Linked DNA regions of Mus musculus: region 2 is linked to region 1. A link is a contact called in public HiChIP or PLAC-seq data. All regions are on one chromosome and are shown on one strand. The core of a region is the stretch at or near the end of the contact, and the rest is flanking DNA. Distances in the headings are between cores, read along the strand shown.

What was found. HiChIP or PLAC-seq counts read pairs in DNA pulled down with a chosen protein or histone mark.
Region 2: an HNF4G HiChIP or PLAC-seq map of pancreatic cancer cells shows a contact between it and region 1. The contact joins two enhancer-like sites. A contact is called at or near these places in 5 of 39 promoter capture datasets (the 3T3-L1 cell line, cranial neural crest, hippocampal neurons and 2 more) and 1 of 115 datasets of contacts at active chromatin or transcription factors (pancreatic cancer cells).

Annotation. Positions count from the first base shown.
Region 1 is chr2:14,161,588-14,168,588 of GRCm38.p6, forward strand. No RefSeq gene overlaps it. Among named protein-coding and RNA genes, the nearest start is that of Tmem236, 9.4 kb to the right of the region's middle. Within about 2 kb of position 4,239, at least 99 of the 459 cell types and tissues checked have an H3K27ac peak or open chromatin away from gene starts, as enhancers often do. A contact at or near this core is called in pancreatic cancer cells, where this site is marked.
Region 2 is chr2:14,647,273-14,654,273 of GRCm38.p6, forward strand. All of the region lies in intron 2 of Cacnb2 (calcium channel, voltage-dependent, beta 2 subunit), which reads left to right. Among named protein-coding and RNA genes, the nearest start is that of Gm32741, 46 kb to the left of the region's middle. Within about 2 kb of position 4,254, at least 22 of the 459 cell types and tissues checked have an H3K27ac peak or open chromatin away from gene starts, as enhancers often do. A contact at or near this core is called in pancreatic cancer cells, where this site is marked.

The sequences.
Region 1 (7,001 bases), core at 2,989-5,488:
TTACCCTCCCCTTCAGCTTCTTCCAGCCGTTCCCTAATTCAACCACAGAGGGCCCTGACTTCAGCCCAATGGTTGGATGTAATTATCTGCATCTGTCTTAGTCAGTTGCTTGTTGGGCCTCTCAGACAGCCATGACAGTCTCCTGTCTGTAAGCACACATTAGTAATAGTGTTAGGCCTTGGTGACCCTTGAGATGGATACTAAGTTGGGTTGGTCATCGTACCACCTTTCCTTCAGTCTCTTCACTTTGTCCCTGCAGTTCTTTTAGGCAGGAGCAATTCTAGGTTAGAAATTTTGACTATAATCCTGTCCCTCCACTTGAGTCACTGTCTATCTACTAGAGGTGGACTCTCAAGTTCCTTCTCCCCACTGTTGGGTATTTTGGCTCAGGTCACCCCCATTGAATCCTGAGATGCTCTCATCTCCCAAGTATCTATTACTTTCTAGAGGATCCTTCTAACTTGCACCCACCAAGGCTGCATATTTCCATTTATTCTCCTGGGCCTCTAGACTTCTCTCCTGCCCCCTCCCATACCTGATCCTGTTCCCCTTTTCCCCTCTACCTCTCCTCTCCCACCCATACCCTTCCCTCCCACCCGTGCCCCTCCCTCCCTCCCTCCCTCTCTCCCTCCCTCTGCCTCCCAAGATTATTTTGTTCCCTCTTCTAAGTGGGATTCTCATTTAGGCCTTTCTCCTTGTTAAACTTTTTTACGGTCTGTGGGTTATATCCTAGCAAAAGACATGGTCATTAGGACAAATAGGCAACCTACAGATTGAAGAAAGAAATCTTCACTAACCCTACATCTGACAGATGGCTAATATCCAAAATATGTAAAGAACTCAAGAAGTTAACCTCCAAAAAAACCAAATAACCCAATAAAAAATGGGGTACAGAGTTAAACAGAATTTGAGACAAAAGAATCGTGAATGGTCGAGAAGCACTTAAAGAAATGTTCAAAGTCCTTAGTCATCAGGGAAATGTAAATCAAAACAACCTAGAGATGCCACTTTACACCAATCAGAATGGTAAAGATCAAAAATTCAAGTGACAGCACATGTTGGCAAGGATGTGGAGAAAGAGGAACACTCCTTCATTGCTTGTGGAATTGCAAACTGATACAACCACTCTGGAAATCAATCTCGAGGTTCCTCAGAAAATTGGAAATAGTTCTACCTGAAGACCCAGCTATACCACTCCTGGGCATGTAGCCAAAAGACACCCTACAATATCACAAGGACACATGCTCCACTATTTTCATAGCAGCTTTATTCGTAAAAGCCAGAAGCTAGAAGCAACCCAGATGTTCTTCAACCAAAGAATGGATCCAGAAATTGTGGTTCATTTACATAATGGAATACTATTAAGCTATTAAAAATGAGGACATCATGAATTTTGCAGCAAATGGATATAACTTGAAAATATCATCCTGAGTAAGGTAACTCAGGCCCCAAAGGGTATGCATGGTATGTATTCATTGATTAGTGAATATTAGCCAAAAAGTACAGAAAACGTAGAATACTACCCATGAATCATAAGAAGTGTAACAAGAAGGAAGGCCCAAGTGAGGATACTTCAATCCCTAATTAGAGCTTGGACTGAAGCCTTTATCCTCATCTGAAGGACTTAAAGGGGGAAGAAGTAGGACTTGTCTGAGAAGGTGAAGAGGAAATGGTCCTTGGGGTGTGGCTCTGAGTTATCCGATCCAATGTCCACTGATATCAGTGTGCCAGGTTTACATAGAGAGGTGAAACTCTATCTCTCATCTCTATCTTATTTCCATAAGACTCACAGCTTTAGACTAACTTTTATTATATAATTTTAAGTTTTATTTTAGTTTTTTTTTCCAGTGCTAAAGTGTAAACTCAGGGACTTGTACATGTGTTCAAAATCTGAGTTAGATTATTTCCTAGAACCTTCGTTTTTACAAAGGCCTATTTTTAGAGGATCAACTCTAAAGCCAGCCTTAGCCAGAAACCAAACATGTGCCACTTAGGGAGCATTGCTTCATAGGCAGACTGCTTTGAAATTGTTTCAAATACATCAGTCAAGTTGACTGCATGTTTTCTGAGTCTATGGTCAATCCTACTGAGTGCTTTCAAGATTTTAAGCTTGAACAAAAATTGGACCAATTAAGTCCTCAACTGTGGGAGTTTGGAAAACTCAAGCTTATGAATTTGGGAGTGAACTCATGTTAATTGATGAGGGATGCAAGCACATTTAGGTAAGTTTCAATTGACTAAATCCATCACTCTGAAGTCATAAAAGGTGAACTTGGGTCATTGTCATCTCCTGAAAAGCAACATTTAACTTCCTTCCTTCCCTGCCTTCCTTCCTTCCTTCCTTCCTTCCTTCCTTCCTTCCTTCCTTCCTTCCTTTTTCTCTTTCTTTCTTCATTTTTTTCCCTTTGCTCTTGTGTTTCATAGTCTTGAGCAGCCATCCTTTGCAGTGGTGAGGGGTTATATGGAGAGATGGGAAGATGTTGTTTTAGTTTTCTCCTTTAAGACCTATGGCATCATGAAAGGAGATCATTTAAAAATATCAAGGCTTTCTTTGCATTTTTTTTTTTTTTTTTTTTTTTTTTACTTCAGGAAGAGTCCATTAGGAAAGGGCTTCCAAAGGGACTATGGCATTGCTCTGGCTTTATACAAAGGCTAAGGTTATTTGCTACCTGAACAGATGAAGCTATGCATGATCACATACTAAATTTAGGATAGTGTAAACTCTGAGAGCATAACATCAGTGGAGGGCAGAGAGCGCATGGGGTCATGAGCTTATTGCAATGACTTCTAGTGATTTATTTGGTCACACCTGCTTATGAGGCTCAGCAAGCTTTAGAAATTGTAAATTAGGCCCAGGACCTTGTTTCCACCTCTTCCCCAGGCTCTGCAGATCCAGCGTGATCCAAGAGAAGTGTCACTGTTACCATCTCTGACTTTATGCACCTCAACACCATGTGATCTCAGGAAGCCAACTCCAGAACATTCTTGGCAGTTTGTCCATTTTATTTCCCAGACCTTCTGCTGAAAACAATGAATGAACCTCTAGATTACAAATGCTCTCGCTGACAATTTTAGAGACTTTCAGTTTTTGACTTCCTGCCTGTAGGAAGGAAATGGCAGTTGGCAGTGTGGACAACAGGTGCTTCTCTGGCCGGAATGATATCTTCTGCTTACTAAAATAAAAAGCACTGCATCAACAGTCCTACATGGAAGTGAATTCAAAACCACAGGGGCCAGCCATTCCACCACAGATCCAGCTTCAGAGACCAAATGTGTTCCCTGTCAGGAAGTTCTGACTCCCTGCCTGGCAGGCGAGTGCAGACTGAGGCACATCACAAGCCTCTCAGATCCGTGTTGGACTCTTTCAAATAAAGCATTTGGGAGATTTGAAAATGGCCTTTGCATGCCTTCAGGTTGCTTTGGTGCAGTTGCATGGCAGATTCGTCAGGGAACTTAGGAGGGAAGGCATCAGGACTTTGGTAAACAGTTGGAGGGTTTGTGAAGCCCTCTTGCATCTCCCCATGACTCTCTCCAAATCCAGCCCTGGCATTGTTTCCTCCTCATAGCTTAGTGTTATCATAATGGTATTCTTTTCTGCTGCCAAGCGAGCTGGTGGCTCTTTCAGATATTTTCCCTGCCTGCTAATCTATTAGTTATAATTCGGGCCAATGAGACAATAGAAGGTGAAGGCTAAAATCACTGGAGCTTGTGTCTTGGGCCAGATAAGCACCAGGCAGTTCTCTCCTGGGCACCTTTGTTAGTGCTCACATCTGTTTTTGAGGGCACACATGCTGGGAAAATTTGAGAGACACCATAGTATTGGCATCTATGAAGCTTGTCAGTGTCTAACACTAGGCATGAAATTATTTGTGTAAACCCACCCCCCACCCCCACCCCATGATTTTGTCTTCCCTCTCTGGCCTTGGGACTCTAAAGAGCCTTGCAATGGAGGAAGGAGACATAGGAGGTGTAAGTATGACCAAGCAAATAAACAAGCCTGTGGTCTGAGTGAGTCCATTACACAGGACAGATGGTTCTCTATTGATTTCTCTTGCAGTGTGAGGAACAGCATTCCCTTGGAATAAAGGAGCCCTCAGCCATGACTGAAGGCTGTGTCTTCTGGAGCTGCTCTGTGCTCCCCTTCATGTCCTCACTCATCCCTCCCACAAATGTGTGCTAAGAGCCCGTGCTGTGCTGGGCCCTGTGCAGAGAAATGATGACTCAAAGCTTAGGGCAGATGTTTCCTGCTTTCAAGGAGTGTATGGACTTCCTGGAGATCCAGCCTGCAAACCAGGATGTAGATAGCTATAGCTGTGAGCAGAGAGGGTTTCCAACAGCGTCTGGCACACAGGAGGTACTGCTGCATTCTTCTTGGAGAAAGTGCCTTGAGAAAGGCTGGGCAGGAGAAAGTACTTATAGTGAGCTCTGCTGCAGGATGCCTGTGACATGTCTCAACTCCTCTACAAGAGCAACCCAGCAACCAGCTCAATCCAGGAGGTGGTCTCCATGCCTTTGTCCTGCTTAATGTTGGCTGTGTGGCTCTTTGCTTCTGTTTAATATTTCCACTCAGAGGTTAAGTGGAAGTGAAATCTGTTTGTCTAGCTTCTGCCCAAGGAGAAGTGAGGGAAGTAAATTAGTAAATGAAAGCATGTATATATATATATATATATATATATACTTTTAATGTAATTGCAATAATTATTTTAAAGTTATCTTTGTTTTATACGTATGAGTGTTTGGCTGAAGTGTATGCTTGTGTAGCAATGCATACCTTGTTTCTTTGGAGTCCAGAAGAGGGTGTCAAATCCCCTGAAACTCGAGTCGCTATGAGTCATGTGGGTGATGAGAATCAAACCCAAGATCTTCACAAGAGCAGCAAGCACTCCTAACTGTTGGGCCATCTCTCCTGCCCACTTGCACTGATTTTAAAATACATTTTTCTGAATCTAAAATTATCTTCTAAATTTTTAGATTTATGAACCATTTAGATAATGGCAATACTAATGAAAAGGTTTATTATTATTATCTCCCTCGAATACTGCTCTCCCCCATTTCCCAGACACAATGGTATTAGTTTGATGAATATCTTTCTAAATTTTAAATTTATATGAATATCTAAAACTACAACAATTTAAAGCAAAGATGAGGTTGTGTTCCCAAGAGTTAACCAGTGTCTGCACCTTACTGCTTCTATCTCCTCTCAGCTCTGTTGGCCTCCCCGACAGTCTTACAACAAAGGCATTTCAAAGGAGATGCCTTTCCATTCCCTCAGGCAAAGATAACTCTGCAGCACTAAGCAGAGCCTGCTCTAAGTCAGGAGGAAGAGCAGTCGAGGTCCAGACCTACCTCAGAGAATGGCCTTGCACTTCTACACGTTTTTTCAATGTTGTGTTTTCTTATGAAACATCAGCCTTTCGCATGTGTCAGTTCTGAAGGTTCTTTATCCATTACATTTAAGTTTTGCTTCTTTTTCTTAATGCTCATAGTGAGCAGTGTGTGTGTGTGTGTGTATACGATGTGCACATGTACATGTGAACAAACGTGTAAAGAACAGTGAGTCCCTTTTGTAAGGGTTCATATGAGCAGTTGAGGCAGCACTTGAGTGGGTGTTTCTTGGTCCTCTTACTTCTTATCACTCTCTGGATTAACATCATCCTTTTACTGACTCTTCTGTTCCCTCTGTATCTGGACTATGCTCAGTTACTCACATACTTGTTGTCTTAGCTAATTTCTTTGTTGCTGTGATAAACACGTTGGTTGAAACAGCTTAAGAGGGAAAGGGTTTCTTTTGGCTCACAATTTGAGGATATTGGCCACCACAGATATAAAGCTATGGTGGCAGGAACTTGAGACAGCTGTCACATTCCATTCACAATCAGGAAGCAGAGAGAAATGACTGCTATGGTCAGCTGGCTTTCTCATCATATTGAGTCTGGCACCCTGGATGGCATGGTACATAATAGGCAGGTTTTCCTACCTCATTAAGCTTAATTGAGATAATCTGTTTGTCTTAGTTAGGATTGTTATTGCTGTGAAGAAACACCATGATCACAGCGAACTATTATAAATGAAAGCATTTATTTGGGGCTGGCTTTCAGGTTCAGAGGTTTAGTCTGTATTATTATGGCTAGAAACATGCAGCATGCAGGCAGGCATGGTGCTGGAGAAGGAACTGAGAATTCTACCTCTGGATTGGCAGGCATCAAGAAGAGAGAGAGAGAGAGCCACTGGTCCTGGCTTGGGCATTTGAAACCCCCAAGCCTACCCCCACTGATACACTTCCTCCAAAAAGGGCATACCTATCCTAATGAGGCCACACCTCCTAATGCCACTCCCTCAGCATTCAAATGACTCTATGGGGGGCATTCTTATTCAAACTACCAAACCAATGTAGGCATGGCCAGAGACTAATCATCAAGACAGTTTCACATAACTACACCCAGAGGTTTACCTCCTAGGTTTTTCTAGATCCTGTCAAATTGATAATCAAATTAACCATCAGTTATTAAATAATTGACAATGTGTCAGGGGTAGTGTGAGTATACAGTTAGTTAAACTTGTTTTAATTCTTCTAAAAATAATGGCCCTTCCAGCTTACCCAATCCTTCCTATGCTGGTTTTTTTTTTTTTTTTTTTTTTTTCCAGCTTGGAACAAACTGGGTCATCAATTGAGAAAATGCTTTCATCATATTAGTGTGTAGGGGCTGAGTTCTTACATGGCTTCCAGTGATTGACCTTACCAGGGCAGCAGAGGAATGAAAAAGTGATGGACACATGGACTCAAGGATATAGAAGAGCTGGAATCATTTGCTGGGATTGCTGAAGGAGAGACTATAGCACCCAGGGAGCTAAGTGTCTTTAGTATATACACTGAATAGGAAGGCAGGATTATTGCATATGGCTGAATAAAAGTAGGAGCTGACTTTTAGGGGAGCAGTCTTCAGGTTGTAAATATCTGGAGTGGGTCATGGAAGAAAAGCTATGGTGGACATTCTCTGCAT
Region 2 (7,001 bases), core at 3,004-5,503, 490 kb after region 1:
TTTCTTTGACTTTCTAAAAGGAATTTTCTAAACATTCTTGTTTATTTGAGACAGAACTTCATCATGTTGAACAATCAGTCATCCTACCTTTAACTCCTAGGCTCTAGGCCATGTACCAGCATGTCCAGCTTTCTGCTTCTAGTATTTTGTGTATGGAAGTGAAAATTACTACTTTGGATAGGTTGGAAAAATACATACAGGTGTAATGAGACAATGTTTAGCCTTATCAATAAGTTATCTCCATAAATCATATGAAAGAGATACTTTGTTATTATTTTTTATATATATCAGTGTTTTCCTACATGTATGTTTGTGCACTATTTGCATCGGTCATGCCCAAGGAGGATAAAACGTCACTCAGTCCCCTGGGACTGGACTCCCAGAGGGGCATGAGTGGCTGTATGAGTGCCAGGAATCAAGCCCAGGTCCTCCATGAAAACAGTGAGTACTCTGAACTACTTAGTCAAATGTGATACCATAAATTTAAACAGTTTACCATTTTTCAATGACAATGATTAAAAATAATTTCTTCTTAATATACGGGGAGACAGGTAATATAGAATGTAATCATTACTTTTGAGGTTTTGGTCTGCGTGTGTGTATTTATATGAGTGTGTATGCATGTTTGCATGTGTGTATGTTTTGTACATATGACTATGCATTTGTATAGGTTATAAGCTTCTATGTGTGCATGTATGTGTGTGTGTGTTTATTTGTTGCCATGAAATATGAAGTCAGATTAGTGTCAGGACAGACCTTGGAAAGAGATGAAGAGTACACATTAGACTAGAACTGTGATTCTACACCGATTCTTTTAAAGTAGCTTCTCCTGGGAACCCTTGGGCTCTTCTGCTTGAACATGCATCCTATTGCCTTCAGACTGGCTGGTTTGATTGCCTCACTTATGGCTTTATTTTGAATGTGACTCCATTACTCATGACTGCAGAAAAGGGATGGACATATGTCACAAGAAGACTGTCGTACTTCCATGGTTCCCTAGCACTCCTGGCCACATCTATTATACAGGAGAGAGCGTGAGTCGTTACATCAGCCTTTTTCCATACTTCATTTTTTCCCAAGCTTGAATATCATGATACCTTTTTGGTTTTTTGCCACAGAGTTCCCTCTTAGTATTATCAGTGGTGAGGTAGTATTTTACCATGGCTTTTGAAACAGCAGTTTTTACATAAGGAGGTTGGCTTACTTGAACTGTCACGGGCAGTATGGTGGTGAACTTGAGTTTATTGCCTAGAATTCAGTCCTGAAGTTGAACTCTGTGCATCAAATGGAAATATTTCCTTTTCCTTTTCTTTCTTCTATTGAAAATAATTGTTTTTCACATAATATAGTCTGATCACAGTTTCCCCTTCCCCCAACTCCTCCTAGATTTTTTTCCCAACCTCCCTCACATCAGAATATATACTCTTTATGTCTCTCTTTAGGGAACAAACAGGCATTTAAAGAATAATAATAAAGTACAATAAAATAATATTAAACAAAACCAAACAAACAGAAGAAAAAGATCCAAAGAAAAAATACAAGATACAAGTGTAGACAAAGACACACATATGTTCATATGCACAGGAATCCTCTAAAAACACAAAAACCAACAGCCATAATATATATGCACAAAGGACCTATAGGTTTAGAAAAAAAATGCCCTGTCTAACCTCATGAGACACAGATGGCATTCCCACCATGACATTAAGTGGATTGTCCACAGCATGCTATAAATGCCATCTCTTGCAAATTTATATACGTAAATATGCTCAATTAACACTCTCAAGTCTTACAAGTATAAGGAAACTACTAAGCAGGCATTTATAGCAATATTATGAAATCTCCAATCACTGTTTTGACTGTTGTCTTCTCCTTAGTGCAGCCTTTCTGCATCGTAGTTGCTGCTTTTTTTTTTTACATTTCACACTCCTGACTTCAGAGTTAAGTACTTGCTCACCCAGTGTTGCATTCACCTTTCTTATTGTATATGCAATGTAACAATACACAGTTTTGGTGCTTAACAATATTCATTTTTTTCTTTAATAAAGGATATTTATTTGAAAAAAAAAAGCCATTGAGTTAATTTTGTGTGGGCCATTGACTGCTAGGTATGGAGCCTGGCCTTACGAGTGGTTTGTTTCCTCAGTAACACTCCATTGGAAAGAACTGATTTTTCATTTGTTCATAGTTATCAATTGGACACAGCTTCTGGGTTAGGCATGGGAGCTTGTCTTCACTTCTCTCAGTGCTGGGACCCCATCTGATGTAGACCTGAGTAGGCCTTGTGCATGCTGCCACAGGCTCTTTGAGTGTCTGTGTGTCTGTCCTGCTGTATTTAGAAGGCCTTGTGTCCTCCACTCCCTCTGGCTCTTAAACTACTTCCACCTCCTCTTTTGCAGAGTTCTCTCAGTCCTGAGATGAAGGAATTGATGAGACATCTCATTTCGGATTGAATGTTCCAAGGTCTCTTACTCTCTGCACATTGTCCAGCTGTGGATCCCTGACTTTGTTCCCATCTACTGAAGTAGAATGTTTCTCCAAATGATATCTGAGTGAGAACTGATCTATTAGTATAGCAGAATGTTATTGGGGGACTTTTTGCTAGAACAGGAGTATTTGTTTTTTCCCTCAGGTCCTTCTGGTTTGTGGCCACCCAGTCATGTTTAGGATGGCTTTCATCTCAAGGAGTGAGCCTTAAATCTAATCAGATATTGGTTGGTTATGTGCACAAGCTCTGTGCCAACATTTCTCTGGCACATCTTACAGTCAGGTCATCATTGTGGATTAAAGATGTTGTAGCTGGGTTGGTAGCGTACAGAGTACCTTCATGTATCATGAAGGAGTGAAAGCTCAAGGTAGGCACCAGCCTGACTTCTCTAAATATTTTAACAGCTTCATGCTGCCCACTGACTATCTGGAACTGTGTTAGCGCTGACCCTCACATCATACCTTTACCATGACCTTAAATCATTCTTATCCTTATTATGTGGAAGTGTGTAAGCAAATTCTTTTACTTGGGTGACCAAGCACACATGCCAATAGGTGATTATAACCTCAGATTTTGATAATGGAGACTGGTCAAGACAACCTTGAAAATATTGAACTTATTCCTGTGACTTGTCTCATAAAATGGACTTTATTTTCATGATGTGTTTTGACCCCATGGGTCATATAAATCAACACTCCCTGAATCCTAGAGGAGGATGCTGTGATTTTTTTCAATGCCTGAGAAAAGTTATGTTAACGATACTGTAAAGTTTTTCCAATTTCCAAACTGAATTTTACACATACTTAAGGAGCCTATGAGCCTCTTGCTAGAGGGACATTTGGACTTATCTCATATCTCTTCTTTGTGATGCAAGCCATAGGAAGGTAGAATATATTTTGTAAAATTAGTGGCATCCAGATGAAATATTTCTTGCCTAATGTCTGTCAGGTGTGGATAGTGTCTCAGCAGGTCTTCGATGGTTCTATGCTGTTTGTATTTTGTCAAATGAAGCACCCACAATTATGGTTTTAGCAGCTCTACTTGGTAGAGTGAAAAGCAGTTTAGATCACTTGATGCTGGTCATGATGTCCAATTTGTCAAAAGTTTGTTTCAGAAATAATGTCTGGTTTAAAAATGTTAGCTTTTATTCAGCATTTAAAGAAATGCATTCAAGTGCATTCTTGCTATGTGTATGGTCTCTAATTTTTCCCCCTTGAATTAAAAAAAAAAAAAAAACGGCTGAGAATAATGAAAACATTTCTTTAAATATCCAGCTATTTTGAAGGAGAGTTCAAGACTGTCTCGGGAATACTTTTGGGAGTTTGCTCTTTTTCACTTCAGTTATTTTAGGCAGTCATTAAACAGTTGTTAGCCCGTCTAGTAAGTTTATATGAAACTACATATTTTGAGACTTTAAATGCCACAGAAGATGTTCCAATGTAAACAGGGCAGAATAGATTTGGGGCTTCAAACGGAAGCACCCAGCACCATCCCTCATTCCAACTGAGGAAAGGCTCCCCAGGACAAGTTTACAAGCACAAGTTGACCCACCCTGGCTGATAGAGAGGATCTGGGATGATTCATATCTTCAGTCTACAAAGCGGGGCCAGGAAGGCCAGATCTCTGGTTCAAGTTCAGGGTAGGGAGCAGGGAGGAGAGCTAAATTGACTATGTTCTGTGGTTACAGACTGTGTCTCAGCCCTTAGTGAATGCCTCATAACTGCATTCCACTCATCAAAAGAGTGTGGATTATGAGCTGCTGGCTCCTGGCCAGTAGGACACACAGCAGTCCTTCAAGCCAGTGTTACAAGACTGGAATCTGCATGGACTGTGATGGGCAGAGGGGGCTCCTTCTTAGTGTGACCCCTACCCTTGGTGAGAAGCTGTGCTACCCACCTTCTCCGTGTGGCAGTCAAAGCTGAGACTGGCAAGTTTCATCCTAATCTGATGATCCAAAAGAACTCAGAAGTCCCTGCTATTCTGTGGACTTCTGTGAGCCTGTATTTACCCTGAGCATCTACCCTTTGTGTCTGTGAATACGATATTATATCTGCATTCTTAAAAGTAAATTTTAATCTGTACCTCTCCAAGGGCTTTTCAAACCTCTCTTATTTCTATCTCCTCTTATTTACAATCCGATTAGTAGCTGATCTGGGTAGAGCTTAACCCTTACTCAGTTCCAGCAGTGGTTTTTGCATATACTTTGTATACCTTATCTTATTGGACCCTTAGTATTACCTATCAAGAGAATGCTATTAGCAAACCCATCCTTTTGTACGGATGTAACAGAGGGACTCAGAAATTGTGTGTAGCCAACCATTTGTAAATTGTGTGTTTCAAAGTGGTCCCAGGATTTCCTTCCCCTCCTATACGAAGCTGTGTAGTTGCACAGGCCAAATACAAGAACAACAAAATATTTGGGCATCTGTGGGACATTGCTTTATTAAAGCAAGTCTTTGCTGTCCAGCTGTCATTTGTTGCCCCTGGTATCTAAAGTAAATTGGTCTGCCTTCTAAGGAGGACACTATAATACAATATCTTTAATATGCGTGCCCTTCTTTGCTTCTAGAATTGTTTAGGAAAGGCTTTATAATACTCATCCTTCAAACAATATTTAAATGACCAATATTCTGTCTTTCTGATTATTTTAGTAGAGTCTATTGATTCTATCCTATCTTAAGTGTTTCTTGCTGTGTTATTAGGTTGCTTCATGGAACATTTCTCCCCCTCCTTTTTCCCTCCCTTGCTTCTCTTCTCTGCCTCTTTCTGTCTCCCTCATCCCACTCCTCCTTCATTTTTTATCCCTCAGGGTACTATGTGATCCCTTGGTCTTATAGGCAGTAGAGAGTCATGACCTCAGTTGATGGTTGTCAGGACCAGGGCTCGTTACTGATCAGCCTGTGGCATGTTGCTCCTTTTGTGCTTTCATCATGAGCATGTGCACCTGGCACCTGGGATCACTCAGTAAATGTTTACTGAATAAGCAAATCCCTTCCTTCCCAAATTCATGCTCTGCCTATGCTCATAACCCACTCCAGACTTTTATTCTTAGTTCATGCTTAAGGTATATCAGTAGGAATGCTTTTGCCTGCATGGAACAGAAAGACCAGCTCAAGCTGGCATAAGCAACGGGGATTTTATTAGCTGACAGAAATGCTAGTCCAGAGATGAAGCAGACTGTGAGACACGCTCCCAGCAAAGGATCCAGCAGCCCTCCTTGTCATTCTCCTGGCTCTGTCTCCCTCTGGCTGATGGGAATCCAGATTCTCAGATTCAGCAACGACATCTAAAGTCTACTTAAAGAAGATTCTCTGCCTGGATGTTTCTAGAAACCTGTTCTCTTTGTGTTTCATTAATATGAGCTGGGTCACTTGACTGGTCCAGATTCATTCTCCAGGTCAGAAAACAAACAATGTTCAAACAGATCCAGCTAGACTTGTGTTCCAGACAAAAGACACAGAGATGGAATTCCACTGAGACATAAAAATATAGTCATGTAAAGTAGGGTCTCTTACAGAACATGATGGGAAGCCTGAATACATTTTGGGGTTCTGTTTGGCAAGGAAGGGCTGGCTATCAGTACTACTACTTCTAGCCCGAGCCAAACCTTCTTTTATATCTCTGCTAATGGATGCTCCTGCTTGAGGCCTGTCCATACTTGCTGGGAAATTCTACAACCCCAAAACTGTTCAAGATCCTGGACATCACAACAATGAATTACAACAGTCCCTCCCTTCAGTGTGTATGTCCTAATAAAGAGACAAGCTATATACTGCTATTGACCAGCATCCATTGCTGTGACAAAATACCTTGGGGGGGAGGGGGGGAAGAGATCAGCTTCCAGGGGGAAAAGTTTATTACATTGGCTATGGTTTCTGTTTCCAATCCATGGTAGGCCAGTGCCATTGCTGTGAGCCCATGGCATGGGTGGACACCACAGCAGGTAGCACATGGTGTTCAGTGGCTCACCTTTGGCAAAGGGAAGCAAAGAGATAAAGGGCAGAGTCAGGGCAAGATGTCTTTCCCAAGAACTCACAACCTCCTTGATCCAAGTTCTACCTACTACATGCTGCTGACTTTCAAAGGTACGCTTGTTACAATCTTGAAGACGTGTAACTTGATTGAAATTTGAATATGCCTCATTCCATTAATAAAAGAGGGAAGTTTGAAGTTTGCTTGGAATGACACATAAAAGAGCAAAATGCTTTAGGGTAAAACAAAACAAAATTTAAAATCCTAAAAAACAAGCCCTTTGGGTTGTTTTTGTTGTTTTGTTTTGTTTTTTGTTTGCTTGGCTTGTTTTCATTAGGAATGTTTTCAGTGCTATTTTGGTTGTACAGTATTGTCTCTATTCAGGTTAGCTTGTTCTATTACTTTCCTTAATAATATTTTTTAACTTAACTGAAAAATTTGCTAGTGTTATATATGATTAAAAAAACACTTAAAACTATTGAATTCACAATTTTTGCAATTATTTTTATTTCATAATTTCCAGTGACAGTTCCTGGTTGTT